Linked DNA regions of Mus musculus: all the other regions are linked to region 7. The links are chromatin contacts, called in public HiChIP or PLAC-seq and promoter capture Hi-C maps. All regions are on one chromosome and are shown on one strand. Each heading gives the region's core, a stretch centred on a gene start, on an enhancer-like site or on the middle of the called end of the contact. The rest is flanking DNA. Distances are from core to core; before and after follow the strand shown.

Region 1 (2,700 bases), core at 1-2,500, 650 kb after region 7:
CCTAGAACTACCTGCCTAGGGAATGGTGCTGCCCACAGTGGGCTAGATCTTTCTACCTTAAGTACCAATTCCTCATAGGTGTGCCAAAAGAACAGCCTGATAAAAACAATGACTCAATTGAGACTGTCCTTCCAGGTGATTCTAGATTGTGTCAAGTGGACAGTTAATACTAGCTATACTCCTTATGCTCCTGCTCTGACAGGGGTTCTCAACCTGTGGGTCATGACCCCCATGGGAGGGGTCAAAGAATTCTTTACAGGGATCACCTAAGACCATCAGAAGACACAGATATTTACACTACAGTTCATAACCATAGCAAAAATTATAGCTATGAAATAACAATAAAAATAATTTTATGATTGGGGTGTACCCCAAAATGAGGAACTATATTAAACGGTCGCAGCATTGGTTAAGAACCAATTCTTCTCTTATAATTCTTCATAAACTCATCAGACTGTGTGTCCCTTTATTCAAACACTTTCAATATTTTTCTGAGTATTCTAAAATGAAACTCATATGACCTATTTAAATACACATTATTGAGGGGTGGGGCATACAGGACATGGAGGGAGAAAGATAAATATGTGTTCACGGCCTGATCTCTAATGTAAGAGAAAAAAATGAAGAAAGTAACTTTTAAGTAAAAGTATTTTAATAAAAAAAAATGTTGGGGCTTAGCAAATCTGCACAGAATAAAGTGTTCTGGTATTTGTTTCTGAGTGAAGGGTCTCAGTAATTGGAGAGCTACAAATTAGACCAACACAGGCGTGTTATAATGAGGACTCAGACTCCAGCAAGGCTCTGCCAGCCCTGGGGGATTTGGAAATGGTAAACAATTCCTGGTAAATTGCCAACTGAGCAACGTTTTCTCGCTCCCCTTGATTTACATGGTAGTTATATTCTAGAAAAAAAAATCCATTGCTCATTAAAATTGCCAACTAGGACAAATAAGCCTGATTTTCATACAAAGCATAGCAAGGCTCAAGGAAAACTGTCTCAGATTTGTGCAGGATGTAGGCAGTTGTTTCTTGGTGGAGTTGCACACACGGCTCCCTTAAAACAAGCATCTTTGGACCCCTGGGTGTGTGAAAGAACTCCCCTGCGTGAATTGAATTTCCCCAGATGGGTCTGTGGAAAGACTGGTAACTCCATGGGATGTTCGACTTAGATCTCTTGCCATTCATCTGCCCTCCGTTCACGGCATGCAGGGACCAGCTGTCACTCTCCCCCGTGGCTCATGTACTTGATACTTGTTTAAAACACACACACACATGTTGCTGACGGAATGAGGAAAATGTTCCCCGAGAGAGCACAGCTTTAGATGGCATGTCCCTTTGGTTTACCTAAAAGGGACGTTATTATGACATTCTAGCCCCTCTCTCCTGTGCCTTGCCTGTTGAAAAGAAAGATGTTTAAAGCACAGTGCCACGGCTCACGCAGATGTCAATCTCAGGAGAGCCCCTCTTTTACAGAAATTATAAATGCTGTTCACCACTGCGTGCTGGCAATCGGGGTAGCTGATTGCCTTGGTGTAGCGGAGGCAGGGGGTTGGCTCTGCAGGGGCTGGAAGCCTCTAGCTTGTTTCCCTGAGGCTGTGAAGCTGCCGCCATGCAAGTGCCAGGTGCGCACTTGGCCACTTCTCTGCGTTCTGCTGCGGGTTTTAACATTTTGCGTTTTTTTTCCCCCCATAAGGGGAAGGTTTATTTACTGAGACTTGGTGGCTTTTCATAGCCCAGGCATATGCTCTGGAAATCGGTTGCTTTACACTCCTTCTGTATTGAATTTTTTTTTTCTTTCTGTCAAAGGCTGTGAAATTGGCTTCTCAAATCAGAAACAGAAACAGACAAGCTGGTCTCATTTGTTAGTTAATTTGTAGGCTGCTGGGGAAAGAAAAAAAAATCTTTACCTTGTTCTTTATGAAAACATGTTTTTGGCTTAAAATAAAATAAAATAAAACTCTCCATAAACCCCACAGTGTGAGCCTCTCCTTTGGAGGCAGCTAGCATCTTCCCCCTCTGTCCTCTTCCCCGTGACCACCACCTGGAATGCACACTGAGAGATGAAGAATGCAGGCTTTTCTGGTCCAGCCTAGGGGCTGGCCACCTGCCCCTTCTAGTGCTGTTTATTCTGCCTGCACCATTCCACTGGCCAGATTCAGACTACGTGGCCCCTGGAGCCTCCCTCAAGAAGCCTGTACTGGCCACCAATCGCCAGCTTCCCCCTGAATCCCCACTCACCCTAGCCTTTCACCCTGAGCACCCTATAGCCCATCACCTTTGGGGTGCATTGCTTCCACGGAAATGTAGTGACATTCGGGGTTCTGGCAAAACTAATACATGACTTAGAAAAGCTTAGAAGGTGTAAACAGATGAGAAAATGATTGAAAACTCTCTGCCCCCCTTTCTCTTTGTTGATACTCACTATGCCCCTTGCCGCCGTGGTCATTAAAATTTTACCAAGCCATCTTACCATGGCCTGTGTTCTTCCTCAGACCTGACCAGAGAGTGTCCTAGAGCTGTGTCTTTAAAATGCCAAAGTGCTCAACCTACAAGCAGCACCTACCCCAGCTCAGGTGTAGAGCATATTGTCTGTTAAGCCTTTGATCAATAGCTGCGTCTCACAGTGTCCAGCCTTGCTACAGAGTTGGTGGGCTTCATTCTGGGGAGAGCCATCTGAATCCACCACCACCACCCCCCCACA
Region 2 (2,700 bases), core at 27-2,526, 800 kb after region 7:
AGGAGGGCTTAGAGGAGACATCCAGCCAGGCTGGCCAGATGGAAACAGTGCCTGGGGTGCAAACTTGCAGGTGATGATGCAGGAACTGCGGTCAGATAGGAAAGGTGTGTTTGTAAACAGTCTAACCCAGGCTGACCTTAAAATCAACTCCTTCCCTGAAGATGACCTTTAACCCCTGACCTTCCTATCTCCACCTGGCCAAAGGTCAGTATTACTAAACGCTGTTTACACACCCAGATCTCTCTTGTTATTTTGACACAGGGTTTCAAGCAGCTTAGGGTGGTCTTGAAACTATGTTATTGCTCATACCAGCCAAGTGGAAAAACTAAGGTGCCAACCATGGACTCTGGGGTGCACCAAATATTGATGAAACCTCAGGAAAATAACAGAACTTGAACGTCGGTGTAAAATCTTTGCTGTAAAGGGACCCTTATCACAAGTCACAGGGGCACAGGGCTGAAGTCACAGCTCATTAGCCATTCTATCCATCTTGTGTGATGTTTCTCAAAGGTATTTCTGCAGGTGGCCTGGTTAACTATGTTGCAATTCCTGGGTGTTCAGAGACAATATCAGAACCAGGAGGGTGGGTATGTACAGGACGCTATTCCTTCTAGTCTTTTAAACCAGCTATCTTGTTAATTATCAAGATATGGTATGATAAAGGGCTCTAGGGAGGACTCTGTTATGTGGCCACCTGTCTGCAATCCAGGGTAGGGTGGGCAATTGCCCTGTCTAGATAAGGGCCAGGCAATTGCAAGCACCTGACTAGCAGACATTGCACAAGGAGTGCTGAGGCCAGACGTGAATCCCGAGCCAGGTTGGTTTTCCTGCTATGCTAGGTAGATGAGGGTACTAAGTGCTGATTATCTGCTCAGAGAGAGGGGACTGATTCCGCACCTCTCACCGCTACCCTACCAGCCCCGCTTGGTTAGTAGGTACATGGAATGGGTCGGGAGGTCTTTGCTCTTCTCATAATGCTGGCTCTGAATTAGCTTCGGCTCTTAGCAGGAGCACAGGGTAGCTCTGCACACGCCTCACAGCCACCTTTTCCTAAGGGACCGTAAGCCCGAACTGTACTTGTGCAGACAGGAGCTGGTTACCACCGCCTGGAAGACAATGCTGCTGTAGCAAGGGACACAGTGCGGTCCATTTTGTCGGCCTGAGCAAGTTTTTCGACTCCATGCAGTCGCCTGGAGCTCTGGCAGCACCAACCAGGAGACGCGTGCGCTTGCGTTTCACCTCTGCGCTCTGACGTCAGAGGCCTTAGGGACTTAGGAAAGAGGGAAGGGACAGGGAGTGAAGGGGTGTACGTAGGAGGGTCTTGGGGGACGGTCCACACAGAGGATCGTGGAAGGTCAGTTGGGGTGGGGGTTGAGGAATTCCTCCACTGATCCCTCCGTACCACTCTTAAGGTCCCAGCACCAACTTGAGCTACGATAGTCAAATCTAGCATAGCGCGCTGCGAACTGTGTAGCCTGCTCCAGGCACCCCCATGGCGCTGGATGGGATGATCCTACCCCAACTCGTGCCCCCCGAGTCTACCTTGGTAGCGTCCTAGGGAGGCGAGGCTTAGGGCTTCAGCAGTGCGCGTGCGCAGTGGATAGTGTTTGCTCAGCGCGCGACACTGTCGTGGGTGATTTCTCCGGTGCTAGGGGCGGGATGGCCTGAAAGCGGGGTGCCCAGCTGAGGCGGGGACACAGATGGGCGTGGGGCCCTAGTCTCCAGTGCCACTCAGCGACCGGTATTCTATCTGGCTCCGGTCACGAGGTGTGTCTACGGCTCAGGAGCTCCTGGGACAGCGAGTCTAAGCAGCTGATGGACCAAGAGGCGGCGCCCCCCTTCTGCTCACCTGAATGCAGGTGAGACGTGAAGGGCACCCTGTATACACCTGCCTGCAGCAGCGCAGTCTTTGCTTGGCCACCCGAGGAGGAAGCATTCCATTTGGTGTATAGGTCCTGGGCCACCGTGGGCGCGGGTGGACGATTCAGACTGGGTCCGACTGGATAGGTCGACCTGGGTCGCAAGAGAACTTGGGGCAGCAAAGTGATGGACCACGGTCGCTGGGCTAGGTCTGTACAGTGCTAGGGGATGAGGAACTTGAGTGTGGATCATCATGGGACCAGAGGGTGAAAGGCGATGTTGGTCAGATCTCCGCGAGGTAGGACTGGGTGGTGTCAGCACTTAGTGAAGGGGAGCGGGAATAGGAAGGACCCCTAGCTCTCAGCACACCGTGGGAGGTCCTGGGGCTAGGGTGCTGCTGCCTTAGAAAAGGGTGCCTAAGCCCTTTTAGAAGGCTTTCAGAGTCGTCGGAATGACAGAGTAGGTGGCTGCTCCTAAGTACTGTTTGAATTCATGTCGGTATCGATATTTGTTTTCTGACCGTGTTTATGTATGAAATCTGTAGCTATACACTGGACTTGTTCCCGTGTTTTGTATTTTTTTATTTAAACTTTTCTCTAGGAAGAGTGGGAAAGGCTATGATTAAGGAAACCTCAGATATTCTGAAAATATGAGATTCCACTACACCCACCCAAGCTCTGGTAGACCCGCCCTAGCCTCTAGGTGCTAGTTGTTATGGAAACAAAGCTCCTAGACCTTGAAAGCTCTCCCTGTGCTATTCAGGACCGAATCTCTTCGGATAGTGAGAATCTGGAGAATCCGGCTAGGATAGTTAGTGGATAGGTAAATAAGTCCCAGTAG
Region 3 (2,700 bases), core at 109-2,608, 650 kb before region 7:
GGAACTGTGTATGCATTTTGCCACTGAGTAGTTATACGTAAGCACTCTACTAAAGAACTGTGTAAGTACCCTACAACTGAGTTATATGTAAGCACTCTGCTATGGAACTGTGTAAGTACTCTACCCCTGAGCTATGTAAGCACCCTACTATGGAACTGTGTAAGTACTCTACCCCTGAGCTATGTAAGCACCCTACTATGGAACTGTGTAACTACTATAACACTGAGCTATGTAAGCACTTCACCATTGAGTACTATACTCCTGGTTCTCAAAACCTTTTAAGCAATGCATTAATAGTCTTTAAAAGACTTACTTTCCCCTACTGCTGCCATGCATGGTACTCCGTCTTGGTTAGTTTTTTGCCAACTTGACCCAAGCTAGAGTAATCTTAGAAGAGGAATATCACCTGAGAAACTGCCTCTGTCCTATCACCTGTGGGCAAGACTACTGAGCATTTTCTGAGTTAAGGACTGGTGTGGAAGGGCCCAGCTCACTGGGGGAGGTGCCACCCCTGAGTAGGTGGTCTTGGGTGGTCTAAGAAAGCAGACTGAGCAAACTATGAGACACAAGCCAGTAAGCAGAGCCTGTCCGTGGTTGCTGCTTCCGTACCTGCCTTGGCTCTTCCAATGGTGGACTGTGATCAGACATATAAGCCCAAGGAGCTCTTTCCTTGCCAGGCTGCTTTTGGCCATGGTGTCTTTATTGAAGCAACAGGAACTTAACTAAGGAACTTAAATAAGACATGCCCAGTCTGCTTGCCTGTTTTCTTGCAGCCCCTCTCTGGCTTCCCATAGCAGCCTTCACTCTGAACTTTAGCTGCTGGGTTGGGGCATGCTCACAACAGAACCTGAGTTTCCATGCTATATGCAGACCCCCTTCCCCCGAACCCCAACTGAGAAGATGCCTCGGTCCATCACATCACCTGTGTGCAAGTCTGTAGAGCATTTTCTTAATGATTGATGCGGGAGGGCTCAGCTGGGGGTCTGAAGTAGGCGGGGCTTGAGTCCTTTCCAGCTGTGTGGAGAATTCCTGCTCTGCACCTGCTGTCTTTCTGTTTCCCTCCACCTGAGCCACCCAGTCCTTGGTCTGCGGGGCCACCTCTGACCGAGCGTTGGGCTCAGGCCAGCGGTCTACAGTGTTTCTTCAGGTACATTCTTTCTCACTGGCTCGGTGGGTGGGTCGGTGGGTCTTTTCTTAGACTCTTAATTTCCAGGGACTAGAGACTGGAAGGGGAAGAGGGGGGAGGAGAAAAAGGAGGGGGAGAAGAGAAGGAGGAGCTGCTGGCAGGCACCAGGACCTTGGAGGGAGGAAGGGAGGTGTAGGAGATGGTGGGGGCAGAGGGGAGGTGGAGGGAGAAGGGAAATGACCAAAGGAGAGGTAGAAAGAAGCGCGGTGGAGTAGAGGAGAGCGGACACAGGGCTGCATTTCTTGAAACTGCTGGGACTCTGAAACCTAATCACCGGGCAGGAGGAGCTTCGGGGCACTGCCCTCCCAGTGGAGGGCACTTCGGGAATGCAGCCGCTCCCACCGCCCGTGCCAGGCCCTCTGGCTCTGCTGGACACCACAGGTTAGCTAAGGGCATCGTTGGTATCTCTGCCGCTGGCAGGCAATTTGGGGACCCGGGAGCTGGGTTACAAGTTTCTAGCAGCTCTAAGAGGGGAACTACCTGCACAGCTCAGGACTCTGGGCACAGGACTCCTTTGGGGTTTGGGGCTGGGACTAGGTCTGGTTTCATGTGGTACAGATCACCTATCCATTGGTGCCTCATCCTTCTCCACACTGACCTATCCACTCTCCCCTTCTGTTTCTGTCCCCCGTGTTATCTTTTTGTTAACAGACCCAAGTCCTTATAAGCGGTTAAATCCCAGACCAACACCTTTCCAGCCCTACTGCATTTCTTTCAGTTTCTAAACTTTTCAGGGAAATGTTTGAAAGAACCAGGGAGCACATCCTGCCTGAGGGGGGCAGGGAAAGGTGCTCAGGGATTTTAGAGTTGGAACCAGCGAGGGCTTCCACCCGCTTCACACCCCAGCCTCTCCATCTCTAATTGTTCCCTTTCCCGAATCAAGCCCGACACAGCTGAAAGCCAGGTCCGTCTGGGAAAACAGGAAACCTGGTGCAAGCTCTGGCTCCAGCCGCTTAAGCATGGGTGCTCTTCTGGGAGGCAGCCTGACCCTGGAGGGATGCGGGCCATTGTTCCTGCAGGGCAGAGGGTGGGGGAGATTTACATGGTGACCCTCTGCTGTGGGATTAAGGGATTAGGTCAGAATGGGTGGGGGTGGCTCTTGATGATCCTTTCAGAACCCCTGGTGATCGTTGGAAACCCTGGTGGAAAAACTTCTGGGTAGTCTGATTGGTTAGTGCTGTTTAATAATAATGATGATGATGATGATGATGATGATGATGATGAAGAGGAGGAGGAGGAGTCTGGCTTCTTTCTGAGAGAGACTGCCGTACCTTCTCTTCTGTAAGGCCAGTTGCTCTGTGGTCATCCGTTCATTCTCCTAGCTGATAGCTAGCGTTGACCAGCAGCTGTTATGTTTCCAGCTGCCAATGCTGTTATGTTAGGGTGACTTGGTTTACACCTGAATTTTCTTCTGATAAGAAACTCCAGACTTTGAAATGGTTTGTGGGAGGTGTTTGTTTTTATTGAGACAGAGTCTTAAAAGCAACTAAAGGTCTGCGTGGCTCCAGGCTGTG
Region 4 (2,700 bases), core at 53-2,552, 750 kb after region 7:
TTGGCATGAAGCTTTGTCGACATTTAAAGGGTGATCTGGAAGGTGTGCGACCTTGGGAGATGAAACTAGATAAATGTCTGGCCATTATGTGTGGCTCTGCCTTCCTCTGCGCACTACCTATGCAAGATTAGATTGATCATAAGGAATGCTATTCTGTGTAGTTGTACTCAGGGTGGCCAGACAGCCTCTGAGGCCTCTCGGTTCAGATCATTCTGCAGGGGGGACAAAGCTCACCCTTGAGCCTCTTAATTGCACCCCTCTTCTGCACCTGATGGAGCTGATTTGGCCTTGAAATGACCCACCCTGACATCTTTGAAGCCTTGCAAGTTAAAAAAAAATCTGGTTGGCTATCTTCTTTTCTTTTGGTTTCTCTTTGGGACCTATGAGACCCTCATTGGAGGGCAGTGTCAGAAGACATAGGCGGAAGACAGAGCATATTATTTGCTCTCAAAGCCGTGGTTCATGGTTGCTGGGGCCACTGCTGGTAGTAAACATTTGTAGGAAGTTTGCCCATCCTTAAGTCTAGGAAATGACCCTAGGGAAAGACAGACACCTCTTCCTAGGTTTCTCCAAGCTGTGCAGGCATGGGCAATTTGTGATGTAGCTATAATGCAGCTATCCCTCTCCCACACACTCAAGCAGAATCAGACAGAAATCTTGGACTGCCAGAGTCAGCCTTAGCTTGGCAGACATATGGACAGACGTCGCCATCTAGTGTTTCAATGGAAGAACAGGCTCGAACAGCAGAGCCCAGCTCTGAACCCCACTTAGGAGGAAATGGAACTTTCACATTGTGAAAGTTCACCTTCTACCCTAGGACCCTCCCTGGTGACATAGGCTGTTACTTGAGTGCCTGTGAACTGGGAAGAGGCAATGGTGCCCAACGGGTATAGTTTCCACGTGAGCATTCACTCAGCTGTGAACCAAACAATGTTCAACCCAGACCACTGATGAAATGTGAACAATGTAAGCACTTTTGGACAAATGTTGATTGTGTAACTCTACAGAATAAGCCAGCCTCACACTGAGTTAGGTAACCACACACAGAATCGGTGCTTAACTGTCACAGTAAGAACCCATTGAAACAGGCTGGAGAGATGGTGGCTCAACGGTTAAGAGCACTGACTCCTCTTCCAGAGGTCCCGAGTTCAATTCCCAGCAACCACATGGTGGCTCACAACCATCTGTAATGGGATCTGATGCCTTCTTCTGGTGTGTCTGAGGACAGATACAGTGTACTCATTTATATAAAATAAATAATTCAAAAAAAGGGAGCCAATTGGACCATACACTGTGCAGAAGTGAGGTTCGTCTTAGGCTGAGAAGAAGCCCAGGTTCTGCCTGTGGATGGTGGAGTGGCACCCCTTGGACAGGCTGAGTTAAGTGGGAGGGGGTGTCCTTGAGTCTTTTGTTCCTTCAAGAGATTGACTTGACTCTCCATGGGAGAAAACTTAAATCACATTACCTTTTGAAGTCATGCTTAATCCTCAGAACTAGAGCTAGGACCCATCAAAATAAACACAATGAAAAAAAAAATGGCCATAATCCTAGTGGCCTACCCACAGGGCAATCCGTCCCATCTGATTAAGTCACATGGCTCTATGGCTTTCTTGAGCTGCAAACCATTTGAAGGATGGAACCCAGAGAGTCTGTACATGCTAGGCAAGTATTGTACCACTGAGCTACATTCTACCCGCCCCCCAGGATTTTCAAGTTGAAGCATTAAAGGGATATGCTACGTGTTTGTAAGCCACTGGCATGTGCCTGGGCTGAGGTGGTCAGGAAGAATCTCCTGCCTTGTTTCAAACGTGTGGGGCTTCTCCTTGAGTGACTTAAAGGAGAAAGAATAGACACCCCCCCCATAATGTCCCTGTGTTTCCACAGGACCCCAGCGCCATGCCAAGACCCACCTCACAGGATCTAGCTGGCTATTGGGATATGCTGCAGCTGTCTGTGGAAGATGTCAGCATGAAGTTTGACGAGCTGCACCAGCTGAAGCTCAATGACTGGAAGATAATAGAGTCACCCGAAAGAAAGGTAATGCAGTCATGTGATGCGGTGGTCCCAAGCTTGTAGGCTTCTGGCGCCTGCTCCGGTACCAGATGATAGCGGATTTCTCCACATTTAATACAGGAACAGATTGTGTGTGTGTGTGTGTGTGTGTGTGTGTGTGTGTGTGTGTGTGTGTGTGTGTGATGGAGGAGGGGTATTGCAAGCACATACACAAATGGCCAGGAATGGAATCCTAGGTTCGAGAATAGCAGTGGGTGTCTTGCTCTATCTCCGGTACACAGACATCTCAGAGACACCAGGAAAGATCCCTACATCTCTAATCTCGTTTCCTCCAGGGATAAATCCTGGCTCATTTTCATCCAACTTCTGTTTGGATTGTATTTAGCTGATCTCCCACAGGTAAGATCTTAGGTCTGGCTAAGATGACAATTGTCTTCTATCCAAATACACTTTACCTGGTACATGTAGGGAGCTAAGGGCGTGACTGCATTTAAACCTTTCGGAGCAGTCTGAGGGTGTGGTCTTCTGATGGAGCTTCATCATCCTTAAATAGGCTGAAAATTTGCATTAAGTCTGAATTTGGCTCCTGCTGCATGGTGACATCATCTCAGGAGAGCCCTGGAAGGCAGTCCAAGTCAGCAATGCATGTGTCGACTTACAAGCTCCCTAGAGATCTAATAATGGCCT
Region 5 (2,700 bases), core at 166-2,665, 730 kb after region 7:
CAGTGGGTGGAGACACAGAGAGCAGTGGGTGGAGACACAGAGAGCAGTGGGTGGAGACACAGAGAGCAGTGGGTGGAGACACAGAGAGCAGTGGGTGGAGCAAGAATCTCACCATGCACATCTCTGAATCTGAAAATGTGGAATGCTTTTAGTTTAATAACTCTCTTTAGATAGATCCACATTAACAACAAAAAAAAAAAACTCAAAGAAAATCTCTTTTCTATTATGTGTGTGTGTGTGTGTGTGTGTGTGTGTGTGTGTGTGTGTGTGTGAATAAAAGAAAAGGAAAGGAAAGGGGGGATTCAAGGTACTTTTTCTGTGGCAGAAAAAAACTTAGCCTGATTTGTGACACCCAGCTCTCAACCAGCTTCTTTTTAAATTATTATTATTATTATCATTGTTATTATTATTATTATTTATTGGATATTTTCTTTATTTACATTTCAAATGTTATCCCCTTTCCCAGTTTCTCCCCTCCCACAAACCCCCTATCCCATCCTCCCTCCCCCTGCTTCTATGAGGGTGTTCCTCCACCCACCCACCCACTCCCACCTCCCTGCCCTCGATTCCCCTACACTGGGGCATCTGTGGAGCCTTCACAGGACCAAAGGCCTCTCTCTCTCTACCAGCTTCTCTCCTGACTCTTGCCACCGTTCCCTTTAAACTGCATTCCCACTCATCGGCATTATGTGCTGCCATGGTGAGCTCACTTCACTTTATTTGTGAGTGTTAAATAACAGCTACTCATTATGAAGAAATGTAGGAAATACAATCAGAAGAGAGAAAATTGCAAATACTGTCACTCACTGTGCAATAAATGTGACTGACATTTTCAATGTGCCCTGGTTTCTCACACCAGTGATTCCCTATGTGTGCATTTCATGTTTGTCTCTGATTTGGGACCCCGCCTGCTTCCCTCACCTGGTGTGGTAAAAGGGGTGTTGGCACAACATGGTGACCTTCATGAAATCAGTGGTATAGAAGTGTTCTGTTTCACACATACACACACACACATACATTTTCACACATACTTACATTCAGATGCGCGCACACACACACATGCACACTCACACATACATTCACACACGCACATACATTTTCTTACACACATGTTCACTCACACACATGCACACTCACACACATGCACACCCACACACACACACACATTTTTTAACTTATATGCTAGATTCTTTAGGTGCTTTTATGATTTTCCTTTTGTTACACATATATCCATACAGATATCTTTAAATACAACAGAATCTTGTCCACTCGCCTGACTTTTTCGGGCCAGATGCCCAGAAACAGCCTAACTGAGCTGCGTATCAGAGCTGTAGACCAGCTCAATGGAGGATTTCCCCTGACTAGGCCTTCTTCTCTTACAGCTGTCTCCTACACAAATTACAAGAAGACGCCTCCCCCGGTGCCTCCACGGACCACCTCCAAGCCTCTGATCTCTGTGACGGCCCAGAGCAGCACGGAATCGACACAGGATGCCTACCAGGACAGCCGTGCCCAGAGGATGTCCCCCTGGCCCCAAGATAGCCGTGGCGGCCTCTACAACTCCATGGACAGTCTAGACAGCAACAAGGCCATGAATTTGGCTCTGGAAACAGCTGCAGCCCAGCGCCACGCGGCGGACACCCAGAGCAGCTCCACACGGAGCATCGACAAGGCGGTCCTGGCATCCAAGGCTGAAGAGCTCCTGAAAAGTCGCTGCTCCTCCATCGGGGTCCAGGTACTCTCCCTTGACCACCCTCCCTGGCGCCTGCACAGGCTGAGTCAAAAACCAAGTCACAGCCCCAAGTGTTTGGCCCCTTAACAGAAGCAGGGCAGTAAATGATGCTGAGAGACCATATGTGCCTGCCACAGCATGAGAGACCCCAGGACAGAGCCCAGGGAGGTGAGACTCATGTACTTCCCTCACACACACTACCTAATGGTCCTCAGGACTGACAGCTAGGAAGATGGTTTGGAGAGGTTGTCCAGATGTCTATAACAGGGGTGATGAACTTGTTGAAAACACATCAGCCCTCGTGGAGTATTGGGAATAAAGAGGCAGACAGACCCAAGTGCTGTGAGTTGAGCATGTGACCAACTGGAACAGTGTGCAGCTGGGCTCTTCCTCTTGGCCTTCTGTCCCAGAGGCCTCTACACACAGGAGCAGTATCCTGTAGTGTCAGCCGTGCAAGGGTATCCCACCATCCCATTATCCTCCCTGCTCCAAGCCTGGCTGGCCCTCCCACTCCTCAGTTGACTCAGAGAGCTTGACTCAGGTGCATTGAAGCACACATAATACAAAAAATAGGGCTCTGTCTCACAAACGGCATCAGGTGACCTCCTCTAAGCCCTAGCAGACACAGTTGCGGAAGCCAAGCTTTGCCAACGTAGGTTTGCCTCTTGCTTCTGCGCCTCAGCTCAGCCTGTGTGGCAGGTTTTAAAATCATAGTGATTAATTCTCCACACATACATCCTGCAAAGGAGGAAGTTCACAGAGCTGGAAGGGTTGGTTCCACATAGGACTGGGGGGACAGGAAGAAACCCAGGGGGGTGTCGGCCCACTGGCCTGGGTCCTTGAGCCAGGTCTCCACACTGTGGCTTCGTTGGTTTTTTTAGGATTCTGAATTCCCCGATCATCAACCCTACCCAAGGTCAGATGTAAGTACCAACCCTCTCCAAATCCAAGCTCGCATGAAGTTTTTT
Region 6 (2,700 bases), core at 106-2,605, 580 kb after region 7:
CATGTATTTTCTCCAAATTAAGTACAGAGACACAGTCAGTGGCCGGCTATGAGGACGATGCAGAAAACCGAACTTGTTAAACCAGTATTGGAATAGATCCTGCCAAGGGGAACCATGGATGGAAACCAGGAAGCCAGATGGCATCCACAGCAAGGAAAGTGGACCCAGAGTTTAAGATGCTCTAAGTGTGTGGTCCAGTTCCCTTCCCAGATGCTTAATCTTCAACAAAGCAAGGCATGGCTATACAAAACTGTTTATTTCCAATATAATATTTTTATTGAATATTTGCTTTGCAGATTTTATAGAGTACACCCCAATCACACTCACACCCCAATCCTCCCAGGTATAGTCTCCTGCCCTTGCCCTTGCATGCTCAGTACCACTACCACCACCCCCCAAAAGAGAAAAATATACCAACCCCAATTTGCATTGCCCGTATACTCATTGGAGCATGGTCAAACTCTCAGTGCCCTGCTCCTTAAAGATAACTGAGTTCTTTCCTGCCCCCTGCCAGAACTCATCAACTGTGAAGAGATATACTTCAGCGTTTTTTATCATAATTTTAAAGGACTCTCTTCAGTGGCTTCCTGTCTAGACTGTTTCTTTTTAGCTGGGGTGGGAGGTTGTCACAGAAGCCTTCAATGTCTCTCATTCTCAATTATGATACTGCAGTCATCAATACCACCACTGCAAAAGAAGCTTGCTTGTGTGACGGCTTGAAGTTAACTGTATCCCTAAGCACCAGCTGCAAACCACCCGCTGTCCTTTGGTAGATGAAAGGTAGGCAAATACGCTGCTCTATTCAGTCCAGTAGATGAATGATCCACGGAGCATGGACACACACACACTCTATAGGAGGCTGGAAAGCCTGCAGTGGGGGATGCTTTCAAGAAACAGAAAGCTATGGGTAATGAGCTTCCAGCCTACATTCTTGAAAAAAAAAATAATAATAATAATAATATCTACCTCCTTGGAAACCAACTATCAAAAAAATATGCAAGGAGGTTTCTGGGATATGCTGGATTGTGACAATGGTGTGGTTACCCAACCGATTGTACTGGCCAAAACCTATAGCTTCATCTAGCTGAAAAGCTACACTCTTCATATTTCCAAAATACCTAGGAAAGCCTTACTCTAATATATTCTGCCATCTTTTCTTCTTATAGGATGGGATGCAGAGCCAGCCTCACTGTGAGGCAAGAAACCTGGAGAGTAATCCCCTCTGAGCTAACTGCAGAGAGAGGCTAAAAAGAGTCTTGGGGATAGCACTTTGCTCTGCACCTTTTCTCACACTGCCCCCGGGTCCAAGTTCCTCTGCCCTTGCTAGACTACAATTTCCTCATTTCACGAGCGGGGTCATGTCGACATCTGAGAGTTATTATGAGCTCATGGTATAATGGACTTGATTCATAGAAGTCTTTCAACAGATAATAGCTGCTTTCATTTCAGAAATGAAACTTGGCAATAGCTTCCTTCTCAAGGGCAAGCCATGCTCCAACCCCATGAACCCCTGGGCTGTGTCTGGCGGGTGGACGTCCAGGTATCCCTGGGCCTCTGTATGTCCTTCTGGACATAGACATGTACCTTCTCCATCTCACATGCTCAATCTATGACCTGGAACCAAAGAGAACCCCCTAGCTGAGGTGATAGGTGAGTCACATACAAAGGTCGTATGGAGCTCGGAGTCTCACACAGAATGAGAATATGCTTCACTGGTGTTGGGTATCATGGGCCTCATTGCGATGGCGGGCTCTGTCATTGTACTATTTACTCTGCAGCATGGTAGTTATTTTTATACTCCATGACAAAGCACCTGGAAGAAACAAATGAAGGGAAGGGAAGGGGGCTCATTTGGCTCATGGATCCAGAGGATCTCATTCCATTATCTCTGGGCATCATGTCTTGGGAAAGACATCATGACATCAGGAGTATGTGGTAGGAAACAGCTGTTCGCATCACTTCAACAAGAGGGCGGAGAGAAGAATGCCAGATTTCTATTAGCTTTCCTCTTTCTGCCTCTTATTCTGTCAAGGACCTCGGGACATGATATATTCCTCCCTCAATTGGTCTCCTCTGCGAACCCCTAACTATCACACCTGGATGTGTGCTCAACTGTCTCTTATGTGATTCTAAATCTAACGGAGTCGACAATGGAAGTTAGCCAATTGTAAAGTCCTTGTCAGCTTGACCCAAACAAAGGCTTACCTCTGTCTCTGATGCACAAATGGATTTGGCATGTCTCTATGAGTCCACAAAGTTTTAACAGTTCCATTGTTATTCAGAAAACGTAAGTTCAAGGACTCCTCTCAGTGAGGCTCAAGACAACTCTTAGCTAACAGCTAAGAGTTACATATGAGCCATATTCAATGGGCCAGATTAAATACTTCCATTCCAAAAGGGAGGCATGGAGGTATCAATAGGAAAAATGGGACCCAAAGAAGGCCAAAATTCAGAAGAACGAGTATCTAATTCTATAACTCCATGTCTGTGCTTGAGGACTTGTGGAGGCACCATTGCAGTTACAGCATACATACTTGACTATTCTTTCCTTAATGGCCTTCCCATCCTTAGCCCATGTGCCCTTTCTCTTAGACTGACTTCACTCTATTCTCAGCTTCTTTCATGGACACTCTGTATCCTTGGGTTTCCATTGCAACTTGAGTTTCACCCTCACAGCTTCAGATATTGTTCTCCCGGGAG
Region 7 (2,700 bases), core at 29-2,528:
TCCAGGTTTATGTTTTGGGTTCACAAGCCCCACTCTTTGGAAAACACAGTATCCTTCAACTATTTACATTTTACCTGATAATTCTGTCATATAGTCTCTTCAACAGAAAAAGAGACTGTTTTCAGAGAGTAGTTTAGTGTCTGATTAAAACGACCAAAAGCTTTCCTGCATTTTACCTTAATTTACTGAGGTTAAAAAGAGTCTTAAAGTTGGCGAGGTGCTTTATAGATGATATAATTCCTTGCATTTAATGCCAAGTTTTGAAGCATCTCGAACATAGAAGGGAATTCAAGAAGAGAAAGCACAGGGTGTGGCGTCAACCCAGGAAACAGCTGAACCTATAAAGTGTTTGTATCCTCTTCCTTGCAAGGATTAGAAAAAGGTTTTGCTGCTCAGTAAAGAACACTTATGTTCATCTTGAAACACAACATCAGATCAGACTGTTTTGAAAGGGTTATATCTGTCCTTTCTGATCCCTGAGATCATCTTACTTCCAACCCCCCCCCCCGCCCCACCCCCATAAAGTTTGATGAAACTTAAGTCACTGAGGCTGAAGTGGAAAGTCGCTAGTTAAGGATGGGGACTATACTAATTTGTTCATGGTTTTCTTGCTTGCAGAGAAATTAGTTTCCTGCTTTTTAAGCAGATACTTATTAACTATATACAGTTGCCACTAGCCGTCTCCTCCACCTCCCTCCCATTTCACAAGAGAGAAGCATGTTTTAAACACAGAAAAGTCTCATATTCTCTACTCCTATCACATGAACTGCACTTCAGGACCTCAGGGTACTAACCCAGAGATGACTGCAGGCCTGGCTGCCCTAGGTAAAGGCAATCCTCCAGACTCTAGGTCTTGTGTCCTCCACCCACCACCCCAATCCCCATCCCCACGCGCCAGCTCCGCCCCAGCAAAGAAGATCCCAGAGTCCGGTGAGGCCTCTGCTCCACTAGTGTGGTCCAGGGAGAACGAAGGCCCCTAAAAGCTGCGACAGCGCCAGACCCAGCCAGCAGGAAGGGGAAGCCACCACAAGAAGGGTACCTCAGGGCCCAGCATGTCCCATCTTGCCCTAGACACTCAAGGTCCCTGTAGCCCCTACGATCCCTCAGTGCTCAGGGCCATCAGCCTACCACGTCCGCCACCCCTGGGTATCTCGGATCCAGTCTCCGTTCGCGTTCCGCGCTTCCTGCCTACCCTGCTTCCGAAGAGAAGACATACTGGACCCCAGCCGGGATCTCTGGCCCCAGCCGCCACCAGTCGCGCGGCGCTTCCGGATTCCTCTCGTGTAGGCCCGCCCACAATATTAGGAGTGCCTAATCCGGACCCGAATTCCCCGCCGCTGGATGTCAATCATCCATATTCGGGGGCGGATTGGTTCGTATGCGGCCCGGGCGTGGCTTAAACTCTGCCTCTAGGAGCCTGGCTCTGGAGCCTGCGCGGAAGGCAGACGGCCTGAAAGCTCTGCTCCTGTGGTTTGCGGTTTGCCCCTGTGATGGACGTGGGCCAAGACACAGCTGGGGACAGTACCGGCTCTGCACACTTGCGGAACTTGGAGTGCAAGCTGGAGAAAGGTTGCTGAGGAGAGAAGGAAGGTCTGGAGGCTTGAAGCAAGGCAAGGTTCCCCAGACACCTGCAATCCGTTCCGCGCGCCCCTCACCACGTCTGCCAGTTGTACCGCTGCACGGCTGGAGATGCTCCCATCTGTTTCGCGTCTACGAATCCCTCTCATTGTGTCGTCTTCCACTTTGCTTTTAGACCAGCTGTGTTACCGCGCTGGAGCCCTTGTTCCCTGTTGACATTGAGTCTTCACCCTTGAACTGCGTCTTCAGAAACATGACTGCCAAGTTCCTACATGGTCTGCAAGCTGGTGGTAACGTTCATGAAAGGTCAGATAGAGGAGCATGACCAAGAAGACTGTAAGGACCATATTCCAAAGAGATGGGCTCTTTGAAGGGAAATAATGCAGGAGCAAATGATTTGGGTTTCATCTTTGAGAAGATGAAAGAGGAAGACCTGATGTTATGAAGAGAATGCTCAAAACATTTTTAGAGCCTATCTAACGCAGGTTTGGATCTGGAAGGAGAGAAGGCGCGCGGTTGTTGCTATTGCAGGACTCTCTGGAACACTCACTCGGACATCAGTGAGAGTAGAAGCGAAGAGATGTCGCAGATGGACTCAAGCCAGGGTTGCTCCTGAAAGGCTTGGTTGGGCTCCAGTCTGTTGTTTGCGTTTTATACTCTAAAACCACAAGGTGGGGTGGGCAAGCAAGCGAAATTTTACAGATGCCTAAGAGGCAGTCAGCAGGTTGTTAAGGGTAACATAGCCCAATGTTTCTGCTATTTCTCCAGGTCGTTATGTTCCAAGTAGCCAGTAAAGACATGCTTGTCAAATAAGCAGGACAAGCAGTGCTTTGAATAAGTCATGAAATGAATCAATAAATCAGTATTTAATAATAGGTCTCTGCTGCTTTCTTCTACTTTACTGGTAAAGATCATGGAAGAAGCAACTTCAAACGGAGATGTGTAAAATTGATGCATTGAGCTTCGAAGTGAAATGACCCAATGTAAATGTCAAGGAAGTGGCTTCTGTCTCTCGGTTAAAAGGAGGTTGTAGCAGATGAAGCAAAAGTCCATTGCTAGCCCATTGCCATAAGGGAAATGTTGATCGTTAGCATCTGAGTTGTGACATAGAAGGTTGTGGGA

The links. Promoter capture Hi-C pulls out the DNA fragments that hold promoters and counts their contacts. HiChIP or PLAC-seq counts read pairs in DNA pulled down with a chosen protein or histone mark.
Region 1: an H3K4me3 HiChIP or PLAC-seq map of forebrain shows a contact between it and region 7, with 7 times the contacts expected there. The contact joins the enhancer-like site here to the promoter of Erich1 in region 7. A contact is called at or near these places in 7 of 39 promoter capture datasets (the 3T3-L1 cell line, 3T3-L1-derived adipocytes, cranial neural crest and 4 more), 10 of 115 datasets of contacts at active chromatin or transcription factors (SST interneurons, VIP interneurons, astrocytes and 5 more) and 1 of 9 other capture datasets (embryonic stem cells).
Region 2: an H3K27ac HiChIP or PLAC-seq map of embryonic stem cells shows a contact between it and region 7, with 4 times the contacts expected there. The contact joins the promoter of Cln8 here to the promoter of Erich1 in region 7. A contact is called at or near these places in 21 of 39 promoter capture datasets (the 3T3-L1 cell line, 3T3-L1-derived adipocytes, the C10 cell line and 14 more), 1 of 15 datasets of contacts at CTCF or cohesin (large pre-B cells), 14 of 484 Hi-C or Micro-C datasets (CD4 T cells, the G1E-ER4 cell line, Sertoli cells and 8 more), 27 of 115 datasets of contacts at active chromatin or transcription factors (the NIH/3T3 cell line, astrocytes, bone marrow-derived macrophages and 15 more) and 4 of 9 other capture datasets (adipose tissue, embryonic stem cells, liver and 1 more).
Region 3: a contact with region 7 is called in a promoter capture Hi-C map of the SN4741 cell line, with 4 times the contacts expected there. The contact joins the promoter of Tmem255b here to the promoter of Erich1 in region 7. A contact is called at or near these places in 8 of 39 promoter capture datasets (3T3-L1-derived adipocytes, the C10 cell line, the SN4741 cell line and 4 more), 2 of 115 datasets of contacts at active chromatin or transcription factors (both in embryonic stem cells) and 2 of 9 other capture datasets (embryonic stem cells and liver).
Region 4: a promoter capture Hi-C map of liver shows a contact between it and region 7, with 5 times the contacts expected there. The contact joins the enhancer-like site here to the promoter of Erich1 in region 7. A contact is called at or near these places in 20 of 39 promoter capture datasets (the 3T3-L1 cell line, 3T3-L1-derived adipocytes, the C10 cell line and 11 more), 1 of 15 datasets of contacts at CTCF or cohesin (stem cell-derived epiblast-like cells), 12 of 484 Hi-C or Micro-C datasets (the HPC-7 cell line, bone marrow-derived macrophages, cerebral cortex and 7 more), 24 of 115 datasets of contacts at active chromatin or transcription factors (the NIH/3T3 cell line, VIP interneurons, astrocytes and 14 more) and 5 of 9 other capture datasets (adipose tissue, embryonic stem cells, liver and 2 more).
Region 5: a promoter capture Hi-C map of embryonic stem cells shows a contact between it and region 7, with 5 times the contacts expected there. The contact joins the enhancer-like site here to the promoter of Erich1 in region 7. A contact is called at or near these places in 12 of 39 promoter capture datasets (the 3T3-L1 cell line, 3T3-L1-derived adipocytes, cranial neural crest and 5 more), 1 of 484 Hi-C or Micro-C datasets (bone marrow-derived macrophages), 17 of 115 datasets of contacts at active chromatin or transcription factors (the NIH/3T3 cell line, VIP interneurons, craniofacial prominence and 11 more) and 4 of 9 other capture datasets (adipose tissue, embryonic stem cells, liver and 1 more).
Region 6: a promoter capture Hi-C map of second pharyngeal arch cranial neural crest shows a contact between it and region 7, with 4 times the contacts expected there. The contact joins the enhancer-like site here to the promoter of Erich1 in region 7. A contact is called at or near these places in 5 of 39 promoter capture datasets (3T3-L1-derived adipocytes, cranial neural crest, frontonasal cranial neural crest and 2 more), 4 of 115 datasets of contacts at active chromatin or transcription factors (embryonic basal ganglia, embryonic hindbrain, forebrain and 1 more) and 1 of 9 other capture datasets (embryonic stem cells).

What each region holds. Positions count from the first base shown.
Region 1 is chr8:14,739,416-14,742,115 of GRCm38.p6, forward strand. All of the region lies in intron 6 of Dlgap2 (DLG associated protein 2), which reads left to right. Among named protein-coding and RNA genes, the nearest start is that of C030037F17Rik, 25 kb to the right of the region's middle. Within about 2 kb of position 1,251, at least 32 of the 459 cell types and tissues checked have an H3K27ac peak or open chromatin away from gene starts, as enhancers often do. A contact at or near this core is called in SST interneurons, VIP interneurons, embryonic basal ganglia and 3 more, where this site is marked.
Region 2 is chr8:14,887,260-14,889,959 of GRCm38.p6, forward strand. Cln8 (CLN8 transmembrane ER and ERGIC protein) reads left to right here and starts at 1,277. Exons shown (of 3, transcript NM_012000.3): 1 at 1,277-1,859.
Region 3 is chr8:13,434,101-13,436,800 of GRCm38.p6, forward strand. It overlaps Tmem255b (transmembrane protein 255B), which reads left to right and starts at 1,359. Exons shown (of 9, transcript NM_001143671.1): 1 at 1,359-1,567. The coding sequence starts at 1,513.
Region 4 is chr8:14,841,614-14,844,313 of GRCm38.p6, forward strand. It overlaps Dlgap2 (DLG associated protein 2), which reads left to right. Exons shown (of 16, transcript NM_172910.3): 15 at 1,885-2,037. Among named protein-coding and RNA genes, the nearest start is that of Cln8, 46 kb to the right of the region's middle. Within about 2 kb of position 1,303, at least 22 of the 459 cell types and tissues checked have an H3K27ac peak or open chromatin away from gene starts, as enhancers often do. A contact at or near this core is called in cortical neurons and liver, where this site is marked.
Region 5 is chr8:14,820,961-14,823,660 of GRCm38.p6, forward strand. It overlaps Dlgap2 (DLG associated protein 2), which reads left to right. Exons shown (of 16, transcript NM_172910.3): 10 at 1,383-1,735; 11 at 2,614-2,655. Among named protein-coding and RNA genes, the nearest start is that of C030037F17Rik, 56 kb to the left of the region's middle. Within about 2 kb of position 1,416, at least 7 of the 459 cell types and tissues checked have an H3K27ac peak or open chromatin away from gene starts, as enhancers often do.
Region 6 is chr8:14,668,201-14,670,900 of GRCm38.p6, forward strand. The region is part of intron 4 of Dlgap2 (DLG associated protein 2); the gene reads left to right. Among named protein-coding and RNA genes, the nearest start is that of C030037F17Rik, 97 kb to the right of the region's middle. Within about 2 kb of position 1,356, at least 7 of the 459 cell types and tissues checked have an H3K27ac peak or open chromatin away from gene starts, as enhancers often do. A contact at or near this core is called in second pharyngeal arch cranial neural crest, where this site is marked.
Region 7 is chr8:14,089,049-14,091,748 of GRCm38.p6, forward strand. It overlaps Erich1 (glutamate rich 1), which reads right to left and starts at 1,279. Exons shown (of 6, transcript NM_001034862.2): 1 at 1,193-1,279. The coding sequence starts at 1,214.